Regions from separate parts of the Mus musculus genome. Here regions 2 and 3 are each linked to region 1. The links are chromatin contacts, called in public Hi-C and HiCAR-type maps. All regions are on one chromosome and are shown on one strand. Each heading gives the region's core, a stretch centred on a gene start, on an enhancer-like site or on the middle of the called end of the contact. The rest is flanking DNA. Distances are from core to core; before and after follow the strand shown. Region 1 holds the start of Riok1 (RIO kinase 1). Region 2 holds the start of Gcnt2 (glucosaminyl (N-acetyl) transferase 2, I-branching enzyme). Region 3 holds the start of A730081D07Rik (RIKEN cDNA A730081D07 gene).

Evidence for each region. A called contact is a pair of places that touch in the nucleus more often than the background predicts. HiCAR-type assays count read pairs that join an accessible place to other places.
Region 2: a HiCAR-type map of astrocytes shows a contact between it and region 1, with 5 times the contacts expected there. The contact joins the promoter of Gcnt2 here to the promoter of Riok1 in region 1. A contact is called at or near these places in 1 of 39 promoter capture datasets (embryonic stem cells) and 1 of 115 datasets of contacts at active chromatin or transcription factors (astrocytes).
Region 3: a Hi-C map of B cells shows a contact between it and region 1, with 6 read pairs. The contact joins the promoter of A730081D07Rik here to the promoter of Riok1 in region 1. A contact is called at or near these places in 3 of 39 promoter capture datasets (cranial neural crest, embryonic stem cells and hippocampal neurons), 2 of 484 Hi-C or Micro-C datasets (B cells and CD8 T cells) and 2 of 115 datasets of contacts at active chromatin or transcription factors (astrocytes and extraembryonic endoderm stem cells).

The regions. Positions count from the first base shown.
Region 1 is chr13:38,034,724-38,039,328 of GRCm38.p6, reverse strand. It overlaps Riok1 (RIO kinase 1), which reads right to left and starts at 2,340. Exons shown (of 17, transcript NM_024242.3): 1 at 1,798-2,340. The coding sequence starts at 1,868. It overlaps Cage1 (cancer antigen 1), which reads left to right and starts at 2,392. Exons shown (of 13, transcript NM_027724.2): 1 at 2,392-2,510.
Region 2 is chr13:40,884,602-40,889,497 of GRCm38.p6, reverse strand. It overlaps Gcnt2 (glucosaminyl (N-acetyl) transferase 2, I-branching enzyme), which reads right to left and starts at 2,740. Exons shown (of 3, transcript NM_008105.3): 1 at 1,213-2,740. The coding sequence starts at 2,131.
Region 3 is chr13:40,998,131-41,002,960 of GRCm38.p6, reverse strand. It overlaps A730081D07Rik (RIKEN cDNA A730081D07 gene), which reads left to right and starts at 1,815. Exons shown (of 5, transcript NR_155347.1): 1 at 1,815-1,895. Pak1ip1 (PAK1 interacting protein 1) reads right to left here and starts at 1,951. Exons shown (of 10, transcript NM_026550.3): 1 at 1,548-1,951. The coding sequence starts at 1,631.

The DNA.
Region 1 (4,605 bases), core at 1,091-3,590:
TGTGTACCTCACCTGACCATAAAAAGAGCCATTTTTTTTTCTTCTAGTTCTGAGGACCCAGAGCCTTTCCCTCTCTAGGTAATCACTCTGCCACAGACCTAATCCCCAGCACCTCAGGCCGCCCCGCCTCTCCCACCCCCTTCCCCTTTGTTGTTTAGTCTTGTTTGAGACAGAGCTCCCTGTTGGGTCTGGCTGCCCTGAAGACACTATGAAGCTAGAGCTGACCTTGAAATCATCAATATCAGATGCTTCTGCTTCTAGAGTGCTGGGATTAAAGACGCTGTACCACCACACCTGGCCCCCAATGGGTCTTAAATAAGTTCAGTCGTCAACTCCAATTTATTAATTGGCTACAGCCCACAGGGCTTTAAATGCCCACGGGCATGAGTAGGAAGGAGACTATCATTTGATAGCTGCAGTTTACTAGGGCTTCATAAGTATCATACATAAATTACTCTTCACTTACAAATCTAATAATCTAGACAGGTATGTTAAAGGCACAACTATGTGAATGCTCTCAACTAGTCAATCCTCTGCTGTGAGGTTGTCTTATGCGGAACTACCTACCAGATACCACTAGTGTCTCAGCCCAGGTGTGACATATAAAAATGTCTCTGGATTGGTGCAATGGCAAAATCAGATCCAGCAGAGGACCATGGGTGCAGTCTCACAATATCCTGCGTGTATGGGGCCTGTGGGCAAAGTAAGCTTGTCCCTTCTTCCCACTTAAACGCTTCCGTAAGGATTTCTCTGAGATGATGTGCCCATTCCTCAGTGGAAGGCTGGAAATCTCCAACATCTCCGGCTAAGCCCTACTTACCCTCTATTTACCATATGTTATTGATCACTCATTTTTTTCCTTTGTACTATTCACCAATTTTAATTCAAATAATTTACCTCGTGTGAATATCTATCTCCCCTAGCAGAGGCCAACCCCTGTGGCAATCAAAACGGTAGTCACCAATATTTCCCTACCACTCGATCTGACACACAGAGTGGTCAATATATATACTTATCACAACCGCTCACAATTGATGAATAAAATCTTCCTGACTATAAGGTACGCAAAACTCTTTGTTGTTTCAAAATGGCTATGTGTAAATTCTCTTTTCTTTTGAACGGGAAGTTTTCCGTCACTGCTTGCTTTTGGACCTCACATCCAATTTCACCACAAAACCTCAACACTGCTACCTCGAAGTCGTTCTACGACAGCAGCTCTAGGAGCCATCCGGTTTGAAGCTGGTTATTTATTTATTTACTGATTCTCTGCTCCACTCCTCTCTACGAACATCTTCTACATGACTCACCAGTTCCTTTAATTCATAAATCAAATGACGGATGCTCTGTCGCTGCAAAAGCCCTCCTCTGGCCTGTAAGACCTGAACAGGATCTTAACTCCTCACAGTCACTTGGAAGGCTCGACCTGGCTGGCCTCCCTTTTTTGCCTCAATTCTCTCCGCTACGCTGTAGGTGCTAGCCTCTTGGTTTGCCCTCCTTTCCAAAAAGACAGTAGTGACTTGATTTGTCTTGTTCATCATACTCGCAGAGGTAAAACTTTTGCTCACTGTGTATGGAAGCCTGTATGAAGAAAAGAAAGGAAAAAAAAAAGGCCCACCTTCCTCAGTGGTCCCCAACTCTTGCTTCTCTGCTAAACGTCCCGGGACCCACTGACAGGTAGGTAGCTTTCACAAGCTGCTCACCCCGAGAAAAATCCAAAGCCGTCAGCTGTCAGCTCCCCGAGCCCAATGTGGAGCTGGCGGAATCGGAGGAGTCCCTGTGTCACCACCGGCCGCCTACCTGTCTGAGGAATCCGCGTCGTCAAATTGCCCGGGGACCACCGAAGCCATCCTGTCCAGACTGCAGTCCATGGCTAGGGGTGTGAGCCTTCGGCGCCCCTGAGGCCGCGATCGGAAGAGCCTGCTTCCCACCTAGAGGATCCAAACGCGTCTCCGCGATTCCCGCCCCTCAAATCCCTCGGCAACCGCCAGGCCCAAGAAGGCAACGACCAGGCGCCACCGGGGTGTCAGGATACAGGGTTTCGGCAAACGCGGCCACCAACAGGCCGGAAGTGCAACGCCGGAAGTATGCCACCAGCAGGGCCTCTCCAAACCCTAGTGCCCTCAGGGAGCATGCGCGTGACGGTGGCCGGGAAAGACCAATCCGCGATGTGAAGTGGGCGTGGTGCGTTGTTTGTAGCGTGGGATGTGTAGCTCTTGTTGCTCCCCAGCCTTTCGTTCTTGCTCCACCATGGCGTTTACGGTCATAGGAAGTCAGCCTGTTTTTTTTTTCCTCCGGCTGCTCCTGAAGACTTGCGTCCTCTGACCTTCTTCCTCTGGACCCAGGTGCGGTCCGGAGGACGTCACACTGGGGCGTTCGAGCGCCCTGCGACGCACCAGTTGGTGCCCTCGGTGGGGACGGTTGGAAGGTGTTCTCCCTCCCGCGGAGCCGGTGTGCCGGGAGGAAACCCGGAATCCTTAGCCTGAGTCACAGAAGCTCGATGGATCATGGAAGTGAGCACACTTTTGCTCTCTAGAAACGTTGGTGCGTTGTTTTGAGATGCAATGATACAAGTGGTTGGTTTTTGTTGTTTTTTTTTTTTTAAGTTGGGAAGTTCAAGGTTTTTTTTTGCGTTTGGCAGGAACTCTTGTGACACCTCTTTCTGCCTTTATTAAATGTTAAAATGTTAAGTATTATCTAGCGCGCGCTTGTGTATGCGTGCTCCGTGAGTGAAGTTCAGAGAATAACTTGAGGGCTTACTCCTTCCACCTTGGGCTCCGGGAACCGAACTCTGGTCGTCCGCGCTTTTTCCTGTTCAGCCATCTCACAAGCCCTCATTATCTTCAAACGGTTTTAACTCAAGCCGAGCGGTGGTGGCACACGCCTTTAATCCCATCCCTTGGGAGGCAGAGGCAGGCGGATCTCTTGAGTTTGAGGCCAACCTGTTGACAGGAGGGGCTACACAGAGAGACCCTGTTTCCTCGAAGAAGAAGAAAAAGAAAAGAAAAAAAAAAACAAACAAACAAACAATGGATTTAGGTAGAATGGCTAACCAAGCCTGGGTGGTGGTGGCTTGGTTCAGCACCTGGTTGGGCCAGTCACAACTACTATAATTCCGGTTCCAGAGGATCCTACACACACATGGCACGGGTATACTAAACAGGCACATACATTTTTTAAAGTGTAGTTGCAAGTCACAGGCCCATGGAAAAGAAACATTTTGCGTTTGGAAAGTGATTTAAGGCACTAACACATCCCTGTCATCGAACAGGTAGTGTTTATTTGCAGGACGGGAAAGGTGAGCCCAAGGTTGAGTCCTCCAGCAGCCCTGCCTAGCTTCCTTAGCCTACTTGGTTTTTTACAGTTTACCAAATGATGACATCGATTTGAAAACGTCTTCAGTAAATAAGTAATCTAACAAAGTCATCCAGGCAGACAGGTACTAAGGATAGACTGAGACAATCTGATAATATGCCACTAGAATGGGGGGTATTTTCAGCCTGTGTTTTAACTGTGTAGACCAGAGTTTCTTAACTAAAGATCATGGCCCCATAATGGGGTGGGGAGAGTCATGATAAATTCTCCACACCCAAAACTTGATTCATAATTTAAACGGTGGGGTGAATCTGACAAATTTCGGGCAATATTCACCCATGATAACTTCACACAGCTTTCACTGTTCTCACCACTATACCAACTCACAGCAGCAAACTGCCTGAAATACCTCTGTTCAGATTTGAAACTTATATGTTCCTGTTAGGGTCCAAGAATAGCTGAAGGAAGACCCCAGACTCAAATAGGATGCACAGGCAAGAAGAGTGTTTACTGAAGAAATTACCAGCATTCAGGGGCCAACCATTTATCAAAACGGCAACCACCTGAGGGGCTCATGGACCCCTTTAATGGAGGGCTAAGAGAATTTTCCAGAAGGATTAGGTAACCTCCAATAGGGGGGCAACGCAGTAACATTAGTACAATTCTGATTGGTTGTTAACCTAGTTTCATTGTAATTGCTGAGACCAAAGAATTTTGGAAACCAGCTCTGTTCTGGCCTTGTTATCTCCTCCAGCTAGGTGGCCTCCAGCAGTTCCAGACTTAGCCTCCCTAAGTCAGGGCCATCTGACTGAAGGCCCATTGTCAGCAACTCCTGGGGAACCCAGTGTGCCTCCCAGGAAATGAAAATTTTATTCCCAAGGCTTTGGACTTCTCATTATGAACTGCAGAGTTTTTTTTACTGTACATTGCAGTTTTCTGGTCTTACAGAAATAATCGTTTCATTACAGAAAGCAGACCTAATGTTTTCCTGGTTCCATTTCTCAGCAGATAAATATTAAAATAGTATATCTTTGGATGGTATTATGTCAGATAAACACATCTAATTAGTATGTAAATTTGCTTTCCTATTTAACAGGTAGTAAAATTATATGTATATCAAAAGAATTTTAAAATAAATTTCTGTATAATTTATTATCAGTAAGTGTTTTGTTTGTAATTCTACTTTATGTGCATGTAAACTTTACATAGTGAGTAGGAAAAGTTTTAAAAGCCATGAACTAATCTATCCCACTAGATGTAAAAAGAGAAGACTGTAAATAGGAAAATCAGGGG
Region 2 (4,896 bases), core at 1,491-3,990, 2.8 Mb before region 1:
TGTGTATGTGTGTGTATGTGTGTATCACACAATGCAATGATACTTGCCTGAGTTCAAACATAGTAAAGCCCCATATTTTGCCCTTCATTCACACAACACTTGCTTTTCCACACTCTTCCATCTAACGCAAACCTACTGAACAGTTACTGTGTGATGTAATTCCTGAGGCTACAGCAGTCACATGACTTCAATTTTATGGCGCATCTACAGAAAAGACCAGCAGCCAATGAACGCAGATCAGTATGTCTGGCCACTCTACATTGTGACTTTTTGCGGGGTGGGGGTGGGGGTGGGGAACCTGGGCAGTGGTCTGGTCTATGGCTGGGGGGAGGGCAGTGGAGAAAAGTTAAAGTGGCCCTCCTATTAGTGGGCAAAAGCTCTTGGGCTAAGAGGAAATCTGACGAATTAGTGAAGAAGAAAAACTTCTAGAACGAGCTAAACACAGGCCTAAGAAATGACTGTGACAGGCATAAGCTGCGGTGGTGCACGGGGAGGCACTGTTTGGCAATGGTCCTACAAAGGGCAGCTTGTGCACTCAGGAAATCCAGGATGAGGACTCTACACTGCAGTTTGCATCTCTAATCTCTATTTTAAAAGAGGCAGATTTTTCAAAAGTCCTTCAAACACAGCCACCCGTCAGCATCCCTGGGAGATGAGTGCCAGGTTCCCTTTGGGTGATGAAAACCTGCAGCTGAGTGAGTCCTTTGCATCAAATGGTGCAGCGTTTTCACATAATCTATACACACCCTTCTGTACATTGGCATGTTCTCTGCCTGACTTGTAACACCTAACTCAGTGTAACTGCTATGGGATAATTGTTAAACTGCATTGTTTAAAAAAAAAAAAAAATTGGGCTGGTGAGATGGCTCAGTGGGTAAGAGCACCCGACTGTTCTTCCAAAGGTCCGGAGTTCAAATCCCAGCAACCACATGGTGGCTCACAACCATCTGTAACGAGATCTGACGCCCTCTTCTGGTGTGTCTGAAGACAGCTGCAGTGTACTTACATATAATAAATAAATAAATCTTTAAAAAAATTTTTTTAAAAAATCACAAGGAAGTTTACACACATTCAATACAGACACATTGTTTGTTTTTTCCCCAAATATTTTCCATCCAAGATGGGTTGAACCCTGAAATGTGTCACCTGTGGACCTGTGGATAAAGAGGTCTGTGGGCCTCTCCTTTGCATGAACCATGAACTCTCACATACCTGGAATCCTATTGAGCGTCACCCAGAAATGCTCATCGGGACTGAAAGTATCTTTGGACCAATGGAGCAAATCAACCGCCCGTGGGTCACGGAGAACAAAGTTAGCAAACTCTCTCGACAGGGCGACATAGGCAGAGCCAAAATAAATGGTGAGGTTGTGGGGAGGTGGGGGCTTCAGAGCCGTGGTTCTGATCACGTAGGAAAGCTCTTTGCTTAGGTGTTCCCGGTGGACGTACCTGGTCCTTCCAATGGCGTGGGCTGGAGGCAGCACCCCGGGAGTGAGGTTCTTCCCCTTAAGCCCTTTCAGGTACTGAACTATCTCCTTGTTGGTTTTCAGGGGGAAGTCTTGTCCACAGGTGTTGATGGCGTACTTCCAGGGGACCTCGGAGGTGGACAGGTCTTTGATGCAGTTCAGGTCAGCCTGGAGCCGGGAGATTCCACCATAGACCACCGGCTCCATCTTAGAAGCCAGAAAGGCATTGGGGAAGCAGCTCACTAACTGTTCCACGGCACCTTTGAATTCAGCTGTTGCCTTTTCATCCACGTGAACACAGTAGATATTTTGAGGCATGAAGATTGCCCTGAAGAGCCTTGCAAAGGTGTCAAAATTGTGATGGATGACCATGACATACGCCAAAGGAAAATCGACCTCTTCCTGAGATAAAGGGGCAGTGATATAGTGGCTTTGGGTCACATATTCTGTGCAAGAAGGCTTCTCGTGAATCATTAGTTTGTTTCTCCACAGGAACCGGCTTTTCCCGTCGATGAAAGATGAGCACACTTGAGCCAGCATCACCGAGTCTGAGATGTTCAGCTTCTGGTAGCTTTGATCTCCTCCAAAACTTAACACGTAGAGCACAATAAAAACGATGACAGTAGTCACAGACACTATGAAGAAGTAACGCACGGACGGAGGCATGCCTCAAAGAGGGTCTCCGATGTCAGAGTCCGTCAAGCTTGGCCAATCCCTTCTCGGACTTACTTTTTCCTGGGAGCTCTCGCTGTGGTACATGCTCCAGTCAGTGTGAATTGCGGCTGTTTTGTCTCCCGGAGCCCAGCAGCGAGCTCTCTCCTGGAGCAGATATTAGAATCTGATCCCGCCTCTCTCAAACCTCCTTTGTCTAAATCCTAGCAGCAGGTTGCCGAAGCCCAGCCTTTTCCTCCTCCTCTGGCCTCCCAGTTTGCATCTGCTGACTTTTACTCTCCCTGCTACCTCTTTTTCAATTGAGTTTCTCACCTCCCCTTTCGTTCCTTTCCTTCGGGGGTTTCTGCTAGCTCTTTCCTCTTGTTACAATCGGCACGGCAAACCCCAAAGTGGATGGGATGAGCCGGGCTAGGCGTGTGAAGGGTTTCCTGCCTTCCTCCACTGCCTCTCTCTTCTGCTGTGTTACCTACTCTCCCCAGTGTGCCAGGCTAACAACCCAGGGGATCTAAAAGAGCCTCGGTTCTGTTAGTGGCTGTTTCGGGAGACTCTACTCGAATGACACAATCTGAAATAAAAGCACACCTCCTCCATCCCAGCTCCATTGTAATGTTTTCTGGCCCCACCCCACCAGTTTCCAAAACATGAGCTCCCAGGAGGAGGAGTTCCGGTCCTAAGGGATCTGACCGGGCAGAGGTGGGGGGGATGGGGGGGGAGTGACTTTGACTTAAACCCCCCTCTCCTCGTACTCTGGCCTCTGCCCTGGTGTTACAGAATGTACAGGTAGTGAACTGTACGGTCTAATTTGGATGAGACCTGAAGACTTCACAGAAAAGAGTTGAATCCTGGCCGCGAAGGACGTTCAGATCTACATCTCAACCAAGAACCTTAAGGGTTTAAGCACCCAGAGACCACTCGGGAGCTCTCCTATACTCTTGACTTTATAGTCGAAACAAAACAAAACAAAACAGGGTCTCAGGCAATCCATTCTGACCTGGAACTATCCTCCAGCCCCTACCTCCCAAGAGCTGGGTTTTCAGGATCTACACACTCACAACCCAGCTTTCCACCACCTACATTTAGATGCAGTTTTAAGCAGTGTCCTTTGGACTGGGGGCTGCCTTTCCATTTTCCTTTGCTAGTTGTCTGCATTTCTCAAGTGAGAGTCTGTACCTTGTGGGTTGACTTGCAATGGGAAATGAGTTTGCATTCCAGCCTGTGAAGAAAGAGTGCCCTTCGGTGCCCAGTCTTCCTTCTGCAGTCTAGACTAGCACAGCATGCAGAGTCCTTCCAAGTAGGAACTTGAGATTCCAAGCGCCCAGACTCCAGCCCAATGGCATGCCATGTCCTGAGCTACAGTTTCATTCGTCCAGATTTTATTTACATGTTTTGTTTTTCCTGTTTATATATTATTTTTCTTTCCTCTTACTAATCCTCTTCCTGCACCTGCATCAAACAAATATTCTGAGAAACCCTCCCCTGGGCCTTTAGGTCAGTTGTGAAAGAAAATGCAGCCATTTTGTAAAGTGGTTCACTCTCCTTCAAGTTATCTTCTTTGGTGTAGGGCAAAGGACAGTTCTATCTCTGTCTTCATCTTTTTTTTTTTCAAAAATAACACTGTTAAATATTAGGTTATTACATCTGCTGTGTCTTAACAACAGAGGGTAATTTTGTCATCAGTAATTTCATTTTGGCAATGCCCTCGGCTTAGAATGAATACTGAAATAGTTGCAGCCTGACAAAGCATTCGGTACACAGATACATAACTTAATTATGGTAACTGAATCTGTTTACATTACCCTTTCCAACTGGCCAATAGCACGGAGGTTCAGATTTGTGCAGACTCGGGAGGGGAGGTGGAGAAACACTAATGACATTACTTTATTACGATATACAGATACTGCCCAAAATAAGAATTTTCAGAATGCTTCTGAATTCAATCCAGAACTGCCAATGATGCTGTTCACAGGTTCAAAAATGTAGCTATTGTTTCTCTTTTGCCTGCCCTTGGACCAATTTCCCCAACTCCCAGTTCCAAGATTACAAATCCCTCTAGGAGAATGTTTTGCAAAACCAGCTATCATATTTGAAGATGCCTGTTACCTGGTACTTCTGGTCAGGCTGCAGTCCAGCCTGCTTATCCAGAATGGAGACTGTGAGCTCTTTGCTCCTGAAACAGGACGTCGCAGCCTTCCCTACTTGCCTTTTCCTTCAGTCAAGGACAAAGTTGATACTTGCAGCCTTAGCAACCATGCCCCAGGTCCTCACTTTGGAAGCAATTACTCCTGACCTAGCCAATTAATCAGGCTAGACAAGTCTATCTTTCCCTGGGGCCATCTTAAAGACATTCTCTCTGCTGCACACAGAACCCTTTATGTGGTGAACGCTGTTCAAGACTTCTTTCGGAGGACTGAATATATAGCTCAGTGGTAAAGTACTTGTTTAGTGGTAAAGTACTTGTTTAGTACCCGAGGCCCTGGGTTCAACACACACACATGGAGAGAGAGAAAGAGAGAGAGAGAGAGTTATTAAGCTATTAAGTTATATAGAACACAGCTCCAAGATGTAGATGTACTGTTTACGATTGTTTATTTGAAACAACACTAGACTTGGAACCTAACACGGTCATGCTATCTCAGCACTTTGGAGACTAAGGCAGGGAGGATATCAAGTTCAAGGCCAGCCTGGGCAACTTAATGAGACCCTATCTCAAAACAGAAATTAAAATAGAGATTTAAAAAGAGAGAGGGAAGGGGGAAATG
Region 3 (4,830 bases), core at 566-3,065, 3.0 Mb before region 1:
GGGAGGGAGGGAGGGAGGGAGGGAGGGAGAAACCAAGAAAGAAAGAAAGAGAGAGAGAGAGAGAGAGAGAGAGAAAGAAAGAAAGAGGGAGGGAGGGAGAAACCCAACCACAACAGGCACTAAGGAATTTTCGACAAAACAGATCAGTAAGTGATAAGTAGAACTGTTCAAGAAATAATCATTCTTTTTTGTTTTTCAAGACAGAATTTCTCTGTGTAAACCAGGCTGTCCTGGAACTCAGAGATCCGCCTACCTCTGCCTCCTGAGTGCTGGGATTACGGGTGGGGCCACTGCCCTGATAGATGACACTTCTAATCCCCTTTACTGTCTGACTACTATGTTGGCAATTACCTGTATCTTCTTGCCATACCAGACAAAAATAAATTTCATACTGTGCTACACTTAACCTCCATGTGTTTCTCTCTTCGCTTGTTCACCATCCCTTCAACCAAGAAGGCCACAACAGCAGGGCTCACACCTCTGGCACCTTTCGCCCTACCCACAGTAGGTGGACGATAAACAGTGAATCTGCATCACTTTCTTCATCCCAGGCCAGCTGTAGTAGTTCTTTTGTGTATAATGTATTTTTATTTTATGTAGATTGGTGTTTTGACTGTATGTATGCCTGTAGGAGGATATTAGATCCCTTCGAACAGGAGTTAACAAACAGTTGTGAGCTGCCGTGTAGGTGCTGGGAACTGAACCAGGACCCTCTGGAAGAACAGCCAGTGCTCTTAACCGCTAAGCCATGTCTCCAGTCCAGCCAGCGCTCTTAACCGCTGAGTCATGTCTCCAGTCCTATAGTAGTTTGTTAATCAGGACAGAAACTCAGTGAAAGGTGAAGTTATTTTTACATTAGAACTTTAAGAACTACAATCATTGTCAGCTTAAATGCACACCTTATTTTTTCATGCCTTAGGAATGCTTTAAGGTTTTTCTTAACCTTTTAAATTATCAGATAATAACTGTATATATTTATGGAGCACAATGGGATATTTGAATGCATACATAGATCAGATATGAAAAAGGCAACCCCTTTTGAGCTGGTTCAAAATACGCTGTAGTAGCTAGTTTAAAATACACAATTAATGCTGTCAACTATAGTTACCTTTCAAGGAAAAAAAAAGCAATCAGTCATTCCTCCCATCAAACTTCATTTCTGCAAGCATTAGCCCTCCTCTCTCCGTCACCTCCCTACGTTGGCCCCAACCACTTCTGGCAGCCATTCATCCACTCCCGACAGAGATGAACATTCCTCGTTACCTACTGTAGACATTTTATCTACTATAGCAAGTAAATATTATTTCAATTCTGAGAAGCCTCTACTCTGTAAAGAGCAGGATCTTTCCACACAAGCTCTGAGCTCACTCTCCTCCTGCCTCAACCTCTCGAGAGCTGGGATTAGCTGCATAAACCTGTCCGTTTTCCAACAAAGTCCGCCATCCAAGACCCATAGAGAACCAGCGATAAATAACAACCTCCACGGTCCTGCCCCGGAAGGACCAGCCCGCCTGTCCCCCGCAGCCCCGGGGCTCGCGCTGCCTCACCTCCTGATGGCCACTCTTCGCGGGCCCGCGCTGTACCGTGAACCCAAACAGGACCTGCTCGTAGCTGCCGGCGACCAGCTCCATTCCGCAGCACTCGTGCCGGGCAAGAGACGCCGGCGTGGAGACCCGATGGCTGCGGAGGCTGGCCCTTCCCTTCCTCAGCCGGCGCGCGAGTTATACGTCACCGCCCGGGGGCACCTTTTAGGCGCCTGCAAATGGCAATAACGGAGGACGCGCTCCGTCCTCCGTTACGTGGGACGTCACGTGACCCTTCTGCGACGAGCTTAAGGAAGGAAGCCGCGGGAGGAGGCTCTCAGAGCAGAGAGAAAGAAAAGTTGTGTCAAGCAGGCAAGTCCTGGGAAGCCGTGGGCTCCGCCGGCCTTGGGAAATGGGAGGGAACTTCTCCCCGGAAGCCCCAACTTCCGGCGCGCCTAAGGAAGGGGCGGGCCCACTTCCGGCTCCGGTGGCCAGCGGTTGTCTAGACAACCCTTGTAGTTCCTGGAGGGTTGCTGTGATTTGGGGATCCGGAATGCATTTCCTCCATTTATGATTTTCTTTTCTTGTTTTGTTTTGTTTTGTTTTGAAGACAGGCTTTCACTGTGTAGCCCTGACAGTCCTGGAACTCACTCTGTAGACCAGGCTGGCCTCGAACTCAGAGCTCCGCCTGCCTCTGCCTCCCGGGTGCTGGGATTAACTATGATTTTCTTATTTGCAGCCAGTCTCACTTCGTCGCCCAGCCTGGCGCCTCCTTGCACCCGTTTTCCTCCTGCAGCTTCCCCATGGCTCGGATCACAAGCAAAGGGTTTTGTTTTCGTGCCGAGAGAGAGCAGATTAGGGTCGGCCCGGGGACGGTCAGGGCTCGCGGGACCCGGAGTTGGCAGTGTCCCCTCGCTGGATTGCGAGCCCGGGCCTGCCAGTCCGTGTCCCGCCTGCAGGCAAGCCGTCCATCTCCTCAGCTTTTCTTGCCTACTGGCTTCTTGTATCTAATCAGACTGGCCATGTGCTGACCTATGGTACAGGAAAAAAGATTTGTCTTGAGGGAGGAGGACAGTGGCTACATCTCTACCCGAGTTAAGGGACAAAGTGCAGGGCTGGAGAGATAGCTAGGCGGTTGAGAGCACTGTCTGCTCTTCCAGAGGTCCTGAGTTCATTTCCCAGCAACCACATGGTGGCTCACAAACATCTGTGATGGGGTCTAGTGCCCTCTTCTGGTGTGTCTGAAGGAAGCAATGGTGGTGTACTCCTATGCATAAAGATAAATAAATAAATCTTTAAGGGGGGGAGGTGCAGAGGTTAATGAAAGCAATAATATCCTTTTTTCCTTTCTCTTTAGGCGGGGTCAGGGATGAGTGCATATGTCAAAGCGGGTGGGTTGGTGCTTATGTCAGATCTTCACACAGGCCTGTGAATTAATGGAGTTCTTAAGTGCTTAGACATTGTTTCCAAACACTTGTTCTCTAAGGCTGCAAATTGTCGACACAGCCTCTTTTGCTTGAGTATAGGGGGAAGTAATTAATTTGACTTTGGGTGTTTTGATGATTTTTCAATTGTGTAAAGGCTCTTCCAGTTTGGGCTATTCCACTTGCAACCCTTGTGTTACTTAATTTATCTCCAGGTATTGCTAAGTTGTCCTGAGCATGTTAATCATTTTCACCAGAGAACCACTAAAGTTGGAACATGTCTCCTTAGCTTGGAACAAAGTGAAAAGTCTCATCTTGTCCATACATGGTGTGTTACAGTTTACATTGGGTCATACTCATTTTAATGCAATAGTAATCATATCAAAAAAAATGGGGGTGGGGGATGAGTAAAACTGCTTCAGAACCCTGTGGTTTATTTACCCTATTGTTCCTGGAAGCGCCTCGCCCCCTTATTACCACCAGGGAAATACCAGCTGCTGTTGGAGAAATATAAGTGCGGGTATTTGTTTTGTTTTGTGTTTTTTGTTTTATGGTTTTGTTTTTGAGACAGTGTTTCTCTGTATAGCCCTGGCTGTCCTGGAACTCACTTTGTAGACCAGGCTGGCCTTGAACTCAAGAAATCCACCTGCCTCTGCCTCCCAAGTGCTGGGATTAAAGGCGTGCACCACCATGCCTGGCAAGTGCAGGTATTTTTAAAATTACAACAGAGGAAGTGTGATTGCTAAAAGTTCTTCATCTCCATTTTGTTAATTTCCCTTATCTTTCTTGGAGAAAGTTACCTAAAGATCTCCCATGCTCCTGGTGGCTTGGTAGAATTAGTATTGTGAAAATGGCTGTCCTACTGCAATTAATCTACATATTATAATCTTCTATTATAATATGAATTTTGATATCATAGTTCAAGAATTTAGAAAATTTAGAATTTAGAAATTTAGAAATTTAGAAATTTAGAATTTAGAATTTAGAAAGAATTTAGAAAAATGCCAAATGAATTCCAAATTCATTTGGAACCAGAAATGAGGGGCTATCACAAATAGCCAAAGCAATCCTGAGAAATAAGAACACAGCAAGGAGAATTATAACACCTGACCTCAAATTATACTTTATTAGTGATAACGACAGCCTGGTACTGGTGTAAAAACAGTCAGACTAAAGGAATGGAGGACCTGGAAATGAAATGGTGAGGAAACGCCCACTTGATTTTTCAAGGGAACCAACAAATATGCTTTGGGGGAAAAAGATAACATTCATTAATCGGTACTAGCAAACTGGAGATCTGCTTGCATAAGAATGAAACTAGATGGGCTGGTGAGATGGCTCAGTGGGTAAGAGCACCCGACTGCTCTTCCAAAGGTCCGGAGTTCAAATCCCAGCAACCACATGGTGGCTCACAACCATCTGTAACAAGATCTGACACCCTCTTCTGGTGTGTCTGAAGACAGCTACAGTGTACTTACATATAATAAATAAATCTTAAAAAGAAAAAGAAAAAAAAGGGTGAAACTAGATTCATTCATACTTTTCACATTGTACAAAAAGCAATTCAAAACAGATCAAAGAATTCACAACAAAAAGTGATGATACATCTGGAAAAAAACAATACTTTTTTTTTTTTAATGTTTTTTTCGAGACAGGGTTTCTCTGTGTAGCCCTAGCTGTCCTGGAACTCACTTTGTAGACCAGGCTGCCCTTGAACTCAGAAATCTGCCTGCCTTTGCCTCCCAAGTGCTGGGATTAAAGGCGTGCGCCACCACTGCCCAGCCAGAATACTTTTCAAGTACTTTTAGTGTAGTCCAGAACTTTCTGAATAGAACACCAGTATCCCAGGAACTATTAACAGGACACATGAAATCAAAAGTTTC